Regions from separate parts of the Zea mays genome. Here region 2 is linked to region 1. A link is a contact called in public Hi-C data. All regions are on one chromosome and are shown on one strand. Each heading gives the region's core, a stretch centred on a gene start, on an enhancer-like site or on the middle of the called end of the contact. The rest is flanking DNA. Distances are from core to core; before and after follow the strand shown. Region 1 has its middle 99 kb from the start of LOC100273264. Region 2 holds the start of LOC100384180.

Evidence for each region. A called contact is a pair of places that touch in the nucleus more often than the background predicts.
Region 2: a Hi-C map of ear shows a contact between it and region 1, with 3 times the contacts expected there. The contact joins the promoter of LOC100384180 here to the enhancer-like site in region 1. A contact is called at or near these places in 2 of 25 Hi-C or Micro-C datasets (ear and root tip).

Annotation. Positions count from the first base shown.
Region 1 is chr4:155,295,317-155,300,757 of Zm-B73-REFERENCE-NAM-5.0, forward strand. No RefSeq gene overlaps it. Among protein-coding and RNA genes, the nearest start is that of LOC100273264, 99 kb to the left of the region's middle. Within about 2 kb of position 2,430, at least 8 of the 20 cell types and tissues checked have an H3K27ac peak or open chromatin away from gene starts, as enhancers often do. A contact at or near this core is called in ear, where this site is marked.
Region 2 is chr4:155,751,494-155,756,934 of Zm-B73-REFERENCE-NAM-5.0, forward strand. LOC100384180 reads right to left here and starts at 3,046. Exons shown (of 9, transcript NM_001321804.1): 1 at 2,517-3,046; 2 at 1,558-1,686; 3 at 529-660; 4 at 71-213. The coding sequence starts at 2,996.

The DNA.
Region 1 (5,441 bases), core at 1,180-3,679:
AATCGCGGACCGTCCGGCCCTCCATCACACCGTCCGGCACCCTACGCCGGACAGTCCGGAGTTACACAGAGCCCACCACAAGGGTCACAGGTGTTGTTTAACGTGACCGGACAGTCCAAGGATAGTACCGGACCGTCTGATCCACTCGCAGACCGTCTGACTGCGTAGGTCGAACCGTCTGGAGCACCAGAAGTCACCTGTGATCCACCTAGTGTGGAAGGCTGGCATAAATATAACCGGCCACCCAAGCCCGAAGAACCAAAAAAGTCACATGTCCCCGAGCTTGTTTGGCCCACTAAGGCCAAACCTTCTGTTCGCTCTCACCCGCACTCGACACAAAAGGAAAAAGTTAAGTTCACATTTAATATTGCTAAGTGTGATAAAATATTTGATGAGTTACTTAAGCATGGTAATATTAAATTATCACATATAATTCCTCTGGTTGAAGAATTAAAAGGGCGTATATATTGTAAATGGCATGGCTCCTTTCTTCATAACACCAATGATTGTATTGTCTTTCATCGGCAAATACAATCGGCTATAAATGAAGGATGGTTGAGGTTTCAAAAGGATGTGAAGATTGACAGGCCACCTGTCCCTGCCACCACATTAGAGCCGACAAGCAAAAAAGTCATAGTTTGGCCTTGTGCGACCGATAAAAGCAAAGATAAGAATGTCATCATTGGTGAGCCCCGCACACCAAATATGTTACGCAGAGTGGTTACACGGAAGGCTCCAGACAAAAGAAAGACCGGAGGCGCCGGGGGGCAAGGACGATCGGACACTCGATCACGGTCACCTATCCTGCGTACGTTGGACGGTCTAGGTACTATGGTCGGACAGTCCGAGATAGGCACGAACAGTCCAGCTATGATGGCCGGACGGTCCACAGATGGTCAGAAGCAGCAAACTCAGACCATGGGACCACAACGTTCCAACACAAGTGTTAGGAAACAAAACACTACTAAGACGTCTGGACGACTCAATAGAGTTGGCCCTACTTTTGGTCAGTTGCTTGCCAAATATATGAAGAAGGCCGTTCCACACAACCGGCCAATAAAACAAATGAAGTCAAAAGGGCGGTATGTACGAAAGCAAAAGCCGACTAAATGGACCCAAAAAGTAGCACAACCAAGATCGCCTTGTCATCCTCCTCCGGGGATAGCATGGTGCGTCCTGTTCTATCCATCGCCGATGTGTTGCTGCTCATGTGTGGGGTGGTACGGCGATGAATTCGTATTACTGGCCCAATCCGTTTGCTTATTTGGGCTAGGGGCACCTCCATTCTATTCATTTTGATCTATTGATCAAATGGTCGTGGCCGAGAAAGATACAATCCAAAATGGCCTTTATACATTGGTGCTTTATTGAAGAATCTCCATACTAAAAAGCCGATAACTTACATCAGGCTTAGTTCATATGCTTTTGGTTCGTCAACCTCCACCAAAAGGCAGGGGGCATATGTTGAGCACGGAAAAGAGCCGTGCGGACGGTCCGGCCTTGAGGCCGGACGGTCTGTAACCCGGACGGTCCGTGTTGGTGGCGCGGACGGTCCGCGCGTGCGCAGACTCAGTTAGGGTTCCTAGTTTCTCGCGGGATTTGTTACCTAAAACCGCGGGATTAACTCGGGAAACAGTTTGAAGCGGATCCACACCTCCCCTTTATATAGATAAAGGGCTACAACCGATTGAACCCCCGAACAATCGATCAAATCAAGTCTATTTCTCGTTTTTACCTTATGCGTTAGGGGTAGTTCTAGTTTAGCCCTAGTTTAGTATCCCAATCCCCAAATTCTTCGCTTCTCTTCGACTCTACGTCGATTAGAGGAGTCTAGGTCGGCCTACCGAGTCTAGACGACCCCTAGGATCTCTCCTCCCCGACGGGGTCCCTCCCAGAAGCAAGATCCAGGCGCCGCCGGCGACCTTCGCCGCCACTGCGCACGCGCGGACCGTCCGGCCACAGGGTACGGACCGTCCGGCACGTCAGGCAGGAAACCCGAACCCTGCGTCAGGTCGTTGACCGTCCGGCCAGCCGCGGGCCGTCCGCACCTGTGCAGAGAGCACCATCGCCGATCCTTGTTAGTGTTTGGCGTCCGAAAAAAGTGTCAACAATGACATATGTAGCGCCCCGTCTGTCGGTATCTAATCCTGACATTGGATGCTATTTCCAAAGGTCTCGCGCTCTGTCGGTAACACCAAAGCTAATTTTCACTCTCCACTTTACTTTCAGATAGTAATTCGATGCTGCACGGTTGCTTGCAGAATCCATTTGTTTAATGAACCATAGAGCAGTGGTCAGATAGATGGTCCGATGTAATCTGTCAGGTAGGCGTGATCCAAGGAAACGCCCCGCTGTAGCCTACAGATGCAGGCGGTACGTGTGAGCACCGAGCAGGCAGGGGGCACACGTACAGAAGTCACTCAGAAATGCGTGTCCGGACCGGCCACCGTGGCACTGGCACGGGCACCCGTCCAGCGCTAGCGACACCGTGGTCCGTGGGGCAATTCAACAGGGGAGGCCCGGAAGGGGGCATGCACGGCAGGCACTGGGGCCTGGCCGCCTGGGCGGCGCCGGGCTCGTTGCCATTGCCGCAGGGCCAGCGATTGGCGATCGCTACTCCGAGCTGGAGCTGGGAGCCTGGGACTGACGATTATTCCGTGCACGGATCGCTGGTACAACGTAGTCACAACGCAAGCGCGGACACTCGTTTCTACGAGCACAACAAGCAAATCCTCTCTAAAAACACTTTTGAAGACTTGACACACAAATTTCTATTTTGGCTTTGCGCTGGAGGTTAGTCTCGGTGAATTTAAATTTGCTGAGAAGCTCGTCAACGGTGAAAGTCTCGTAGTCGAGGGATTTAGTGATGACAACCACTTTTTAGTTTCCACACATTATGATCTAGGGCATGTCGAAGTTTGAAAGCCCTGTTGTCATGATCGTTATATAAGGTAGCCAAGGTTTATGTTAACGATCGACTGAAAGCAGCAATGCAGAGAGAAGTAAAATAGATTTTTTTTTTCAAATTTGTACTTATGTCATTAATTAGGCTGGTTCCTTGCAAGCCTAGTAAAATACATTTTTTTGAACTTAGACGTACGTCAAGCCCAAGCATCCTGGTGAGACAGATATGATATGACTCGGCGATGTTTACTTTTTCTTGCGAGTTAGAAGACAAGGCAACTAACTTCTATATAGATGCCGTTTGGTAGCCTGACTATCACCTAGCAGCTGGTTGCAATAATGTTAATTTGGTTACCTAAACCCTAATTCTTTTTCCCTTTGCAGAAAGGGATGCTAGCCTGGCTAAGTTACTAGTACTAAGTTACCGGTACGTTTTAGATTTGAGCATTTTCAGCTCGACAGGCTACACCAATAATGCAGAATCTTCTGTGCACAAAAACCGAAATATCTTTTCAACTTGCTTCTTCTGCTAATCTCTTAATTAAAGTAATTTATCATGAAGTCAATTTTATATTTATGTCCTTGACACTTTTACGAACCACTAGTCGTGCCATATAAAATTTGAAATTCAAAATAGACTAGACCGAAAAAAGATAACCTAAAATTAAAGACTTTAACCCAACACAGATGACCTAAACATTGGAACCAAATAGACACGTCCTGCATTACACTAGCATGACCACGCATAGCCTGGTCCCAAAATATAGCCAAGACAGAGCTATACAAACAACCAAACACGCTCTATGAGTACACTTCAGTATATTTGAACATTGGTGGTGGGACTATATATTTATGCACGAGTTTGTTTTGCAGATTTCGGGAACCTTGGTGCTGAAAGATCAATGAACCACAATCATGTAGCCCTGCAACGTCTCTGTCTACGGACACATCTTTGAATATGTCGCCCCTGTGATATACAGCACCTTTCTCCCAATGCTTTGAACACTACTGCTGTTCAAGACTTAGTCTAAGGGCTAGTTTGGAAGCCACAAAACAGAGGAGATTATAGGGGTTAAAATCTCACTCTTAGGGCTAGTTTGGAAACACCATTTTTCCAAGAGATTCCAATTTTCCCAAGGAAAATTAGTTCATTTTCACTTGGGAAAATTGGATTCACTTGAAAAAACGATGTTCCCAAACTAGACCTTATTTAATTTTAAACAAAGGCTAGTTTGGAAACTCAAATCTCCTTTAGGATTGAAGATGATTGGAGAGAAAATTAGTTCATTTTCACCTCAATCCTCTCCAATCACAAAAAAGATTTGAAGTTTTCAAAGTAGCCCTAAGAATGAGATTTTAGCCTCTCCAATTCCCTCCGATTTTATGGCTTCTAAACTAGTACTAATGGATAATTTGGCAACCTCATTTTTCAAGTTATTTTAATTTTCCCAAAAAATTTTAATTTATTTTTCTTTAAAAATAGAAATCTCTTGGAAAAAATAGAGTTATCAAACTAGCCCTAAAATTTATTCTCATTCTATTTCTTTCCTACAGTGGTATACTAGGCACTTATTATAAGCATTTTGGCCTGAAAACTTTCAGGAAAGAGACCGTTACTATCAATGCTTAAACACATTCGCATTACCAAGCTTGTTTTAAAAGCAAATCCGCACATGCCTGCGCATGTAATAACACAGTAAAGCATGAGCTGTCTGTCGTCTTCCAATTGCCTCTTGTGGACACAACTAACTTTGATCGGCCATAATTCCTGTATTAGTGTTAGGATGATTTAGCTGTGGGGTGTGAAATTAGTTGATGTGAGATATATGCTGTGAAAAAGCTGATATATGTTATTTGCAGTAAAAAAATAAAAATAGTTTGGTTCAAACTATTGTGAGTTGTCCATTCTATATATATCGTACGCGAGTTTAAACTTTACAAAATATACTCAACCAAATCACCCTCACACTCATAATCACATCTAAATCCACCAAACAAATTGCACCCACGCACACCTTCAAATCTAACGGTTCAGATCACGGGATAACTTTACTCTAACAATTCAATGGCCAATATTATTCGTATCATTCTTACTCCCTCATCCATTAAATGCACAGTAATCCCCTACCTCCTCCTCCCTTCACGACCCAATCACCCCATCCCCCTCACTTGTGTCGCCACTAGCCCAACTCTTGTACTGCCTTTGCCAGTTCCTCCCCTCACTCACACCGCCACCTCTATCCCCTCTCCTTGCCCTCATTGAGACCATAGTGTTAGCACATGCAATAAACTAGTATGAATAAAATGTATATTGTTTATATGCACTTTGTTTTACTATATCTATTAATCGAAGAATCTAACTAAAAACTAATTTCACATTTGTGTTTCTAATATTTTTACAAATAAAACTAAATCCAGTTGCTATATAATTTTTCTTATAAAATATTTTTATTTTATTTATTCTAACACTTAATTATTTTCAATCCCATTTAATTTTCTATTTGACATTATGACGTATGTCTTCATTAATATATTGA
Region 2 (5,441 bases), core at 1,796-4,295, 460 kb after region 1:
GATCAGCTGTTAGAAATCATAAACGAGTGTAAATGTCACTAAGATTTGATAGAGGAGACAAAAGGCATACTTCTTAAATATAGTCGTCAAAGCCCTAGCCAATGCTTTATCATAAACGTTGTTAAATCCTTTGTGGAAATCTTCATCTGCAATTACCAAATTAAAAGGATTGCACAAGGAGACCGCGCCAGATAAAGGGCATTTATCAGTTTCCTGAAAAAAAATATACATAAAGATAAGTTATAAGCTGCTGGAGGAAATACATATTTGTGATCAACCATACATAGTTTTACAGAGGAATATACAAACAAGTGCGCCAGGGGACAACAGGAAGGAGAGGGGGTGATGCATATGACACATCACTTGTTGCACCCAAAGCAAATTAGTGCATATGAGTTAGCTACTAAACATTTTTCACCACAGAAAGATGTGCGTAAGGTACAAAACTTCACGTGGAACTGCAATTGCATGAATGTGACAATACAAAAGATGTATTGTAGTCTGCTTATCACTGGGCGCAGAACTCACCTCGCCAAGGTAGCGCACAAGAATATTCGCTCCAAGAGACCAACCGGTAGCATAGACATTGGACTGAGGATAACGTCCTAAAATATGACCAATAACTTGGCGGAGATCCCCTGTAAATGAAGCAGAATAGAACTGCACATGACAGAAGATGCAAGTCAACGTATGTCCTAAAAAGAAGATGGACCCCTACAGCTTCGAGCCTCGATTTCATTTGCTATCTTTATCTCCTTACTTATTATGTACTCTTTGTTAACCACTTAACCCCTAGGTTTCCAAAGGTTTATCCATTGAGTTTGATTCAAGGCCCCATGGTTAAAGACGTTGATTGCCAACATGCATATCGACACTTTATTGATATGCTGTACACATCAGGGTGAAGCTTAGAAATTTATGACAGACAATTCAGTTTAAGGACACAATATGTCGTATTTTACTAGGGCAGCAAGTAGCCACAAAATAAAAACCAAAAAAACCCTTCAACATTGAGCAACAATGCAATTTATTGTTAATAATACACTTCAATGTTCTTTAACCTTTTCCTACTTTCAGTTCAAAACTCCAATTCTGTCAAGTTTTACAGTAAGAGCCAGTTCACTCACCCTTTAGTCAGTTTCTGGTTACACCCTAAGTAGGAAAAAGTACACAGAAGCAATATCATATAGAGTGCATTTATCACACCAGATGCCAACATGGAAAAAATATATATTTGGACAGTTTGCACATATGAACTGGGATGAGCCAACTTTTAGGCAGCACATGTTATGCTATAAGCCAGAAAGAGGTTCAGTTCTGTGTAGCTTACCAGAACAAAATGGGTGTGTCTACTGTTGCTGATAATTAACTTAAAAGTGGGCAGTGCACTTCTCAATCAATCAAACCATATAAATGAGATCTTAGCACTTTTCCCTGACAAGTATCAAAAGGGAAAATATGGTCCACTGCATAGCTTCGAAGCTTTGTAAGAGCTATAGGAGCTATAAATAAGCTTTACAGTGCTAATAAAAGAATTGGAAAAGGTATTTGAAGTACCTTGGGTGTAGTCACAGGACTATCTGCACATCCACGGCTATTAAACACCACAACACGCCATCCCTTGCTTCTAGCTCTCATAAGCATATGCCTTACATATGTATCATCACTTCCACCTGTAAGACCAGGCTGGAAAGAAATCAAACTTACATTAGGCTTGTATATAAGCAAAACAAAAAAATAAGAAATTGAAAGTTAGTTGGCTCCACACCCTTTTGCTTTGCTTCAGGTGAAAATTCTTTTGTGGTCATTTAATTTCATTTGTATCTTATAGTGAATTTCAACTATAACTCAATTCCAAACGATTATAAGAAATTGTATCCTTGGATGAAACTTGCGCACTCTACATCGAGCTGAAGAACACAAGTGCTGAAACATGTTCCAGACCTGATCCTGTTAGCATGGTATGGACGTTGGTTCATCATGTGAATATGCTGAGACTACACAATATAAACAGATTATCCAATTGGAACCAAACACCTATTTCGTCAAAAACTCATAACAGTGATCTCTAGCATTTCTATTTGTTGCTCACTTGATGCACTTGTGCCGCCAGGACACCAATTGTAACATATCAATTAAGCAAGTTGCATTCAAGCCACGGGCTGTCTGATGGTGAGGTACCATCTAAAACTCCCAGCTAACTCATTTTGCTCCCCCAAACTGAAATGAGCTGTAGATCGCTTGCAGCCCTGCTAGAATATACTAACATTTCCAAAATAGACCATAAAATTTTAATTTCGTCACATCATGCTGTAGGTAGCATTGACATTGATTTACACTACACATATGAGCTCATTCGCATCTCATAACCTCAATTCCAAAGATAAACGAAGCCATAACCACAGACATCATTGACGCTTATTCGCTTAAAAGAGCACGCACTACACCTCCTGCGTGTGCAGTGCAGTCAGTTCTGCAATGGGCCGCAAGCGCCGAGCGGGTAAGGAGCACCGTACCAAGAGTATAAGCACCGGAGCATCATTCGGAAGCACACGGTCGTCGCCAGAGACCCAGTCGAGCGCGACGGCTCCGTCGTCAGGGGCGCGGAGGCACTCGCGCCGCAGCTTAACGGCGGGGAGCGATCGCGTGAGCGCAGCGAAGATGGTCTCGACGTGTCGGTTCGACGCGAGTACGGGGAAGGCACGGTACGGGGCGCGGAGGCTGGCGAAGCCTGAGAGGAGGCCCCGGCGGGCGCCCGCGATCTCGAGGGTCGAGTGCGGGAGCGGGGCCGCCTTCACCTGTTCCCCAGTGCCGGAGCTGGGGCTTGGGGCGGAGGCGGATACGGCGGCGTAAGACATGGCAGCGGCGGGGAGGACGGAGCGGAGGCGAGGGGCGAAGCGGCGGTTTGAGGCGAAAAATGAGGATGGCGTGAGGGCGGCGGTGGCTATCGGATTCATTTCCTCTGTGGCTCTGTTGATTTGTTGCCAGTTGTCCATTCGGCTTTGGACTCTCCTGCTTTTCGAGGTTCGAGCTGCTGTCTGACTGTCTCTCGTCACGTGTGTGGGGGCACGGAGGAGCCAAGTATTATACTATCATCGGTGGTAGACGCACATTCGTTGGCTTGCCGCTTGCCTCACCTCATAAGTTAAGGCCGCGTTCCTTTGTTCCAACTTGAAGACAGGTATATTTTTTCAATCTAAGCCCGATAGAGTGGATTCGGGTGTTTCACTAAAACCTATAAAGGCTTGATTTGGTTTGATTCCAGGTGATTATAGGTGTGGCTCTAATCCAAGTCGTTGAGTGGGTAAAAATGTCTGGTTTCATTCTGGAATGGCTTGGTTTCATTATAGAACAGGTCTATCCGAACAACCATTTTAGATTGGTTCTGATTTAAATCCAGATCAAATAATTCCGGATGGAATCGGCCGTGTTCCATATCGTTCCGTCAAAGCCGAACGAGGCCTAAGTTAGTTTCATCTTGTCTAAGGATGACAATGGATCAGATTTGAATCGAGTAGAGAAAATGATTATATAACTATACCTACGGAGATTACTTGTGTCCACCCATGAGGTTATGACTATATATGTTGGTCACTTGTTTTTGGCTCTTGAGAAGATACCAAAAAAACAAGGCAAGACATTACGAGTTTCTCTCTTCACTTAACCCTTTTTTAAAGATTAATTCAAAAAAGAAGCTAGAAAGTATGAAAATGTGTTGATAGAAACAATGTATAACTCATGAAAAGTAAATGGATTACTCATTTGAATGTGTTATCACTTTGTTTATATTCTTTTATAATACATTAAATGATTACACTTGTACCTTCGGCCTTTCAATGAATAGCACGAAGACATGAGAAAAGTACAACTTCGTAGTCACTCTGATCCAAAAAGCTTCGTTACGCATGACGTTGTTCCTCTATTTATAGTCGTGAGGTACAACTTTGTATGAAATTACAAACATGTCCTCCAACCATATACATGTCAACCACAAATATCATGAGGGTAATATTGTACTTTTCCATCTTTGTATCTTGCTGATCATGTATTCTGCATTCTTTAGCTTCTTCGATTCATAAACTGTCATGCATCATCCGAAGCTTCCTCCTTCAGCTTTGGTTGGCTTAACGCTCCCGCATACTTGAATATTCTTAACTTCGTCCTTTTATCAGCTTCGGGTCGATGACGAAGATGAATATGCTTACTTAAGGTTGCTTTTTAATGAAGCTAATACTTCATAGTCCTTCGACGATGAAGGCCTTCCCCCCAACAGCAGGCCCTCACGGAATAAGGTCGTTTTCATAGCGAGCTCAAGCCACGATGTATCAGAGAACCTTATGCACGAGGTCCAAAAAACACCTTCTCAGGGCTCGTTATTGGAAACGGCGTAATTAAGCACTTAGAAATAGATAGATGTAAGTTTGCGGTCCACCGGACAACGAGAAGGTGAGATTGTGACCTCTCATGTTCTGCACCCGCTTCTTGTATAAAAGCAGATGAGCGCGATGAAGCAAAACTACATTTACTACTCCTACACCTAACTGTTGCTAGTTTTTCTCTAGGTCCGAAGCTTTCTACTGATCATAACCTTTAAAGCGAGTTTCCGAGGGAGCTTTCCCTTGAATGGCTAGAATTCGCATAACTGCTAGGTTAGCCACTCCCACGTCTTCGGAGGCTCTTCAGAGAGACAAGGCTACTTCGGATATTGCACCAACCTTGGAAGTCATGAGAGCTTCTACAGATCCCAAGTTGAAAGGGGATGAAGGGAAGGTTCCTAATATTGCAGAAGAAGAATACGAAGGTAGGCCAACAAAACCTAGTTACATCGAGATGGGTCGATCTATTTTGAAATTTGGAGATTTAAAGGCCATGAAAGATCTTGGATACTTTGGTGATATTGTCATTTGTCAACGTTCATCTTGCTGGTGAGGAGACGACCCCAAAGTCAAAGAGCAATAAGATTGTTGTCTTCAGAAGCTTCTTTCAAGCTAACCTTCGAATGCCAATGTACAAGATGTTTGCTAATGTTTTGAAGAAGTTTGAGATATACATGCACAAGCAGACTCTTAACACCATTGTTAGGCTTAGCGTTTTCATATGGGCTATACGAAGCCAAGGCATACACACTGAAGCAGATGCTTTTGTAGAATACACGAGCTTCATTATCAGACAAAGGCTAGATCCGCAGATAAACTTCATAGCAACTTCAGTTGTTACAACTTCATCTATCAAAAGGACTATATTGCTTCTATGCTTGCCTATCAGACGAAATGGCAGGACGATTGGACAAAAGAATGGTTTTATGTTGAAGTAGATTGTAAGAGAGAGGACTTCAAGCATATGGTGATGAGTCCTCTAAAGATTTCCTTCGATTTAAAGAGGCCAAATAGCAGAATGGATGGCGATGTGAAGCAAACTTATGGTGCCTTCAATATTGTGGT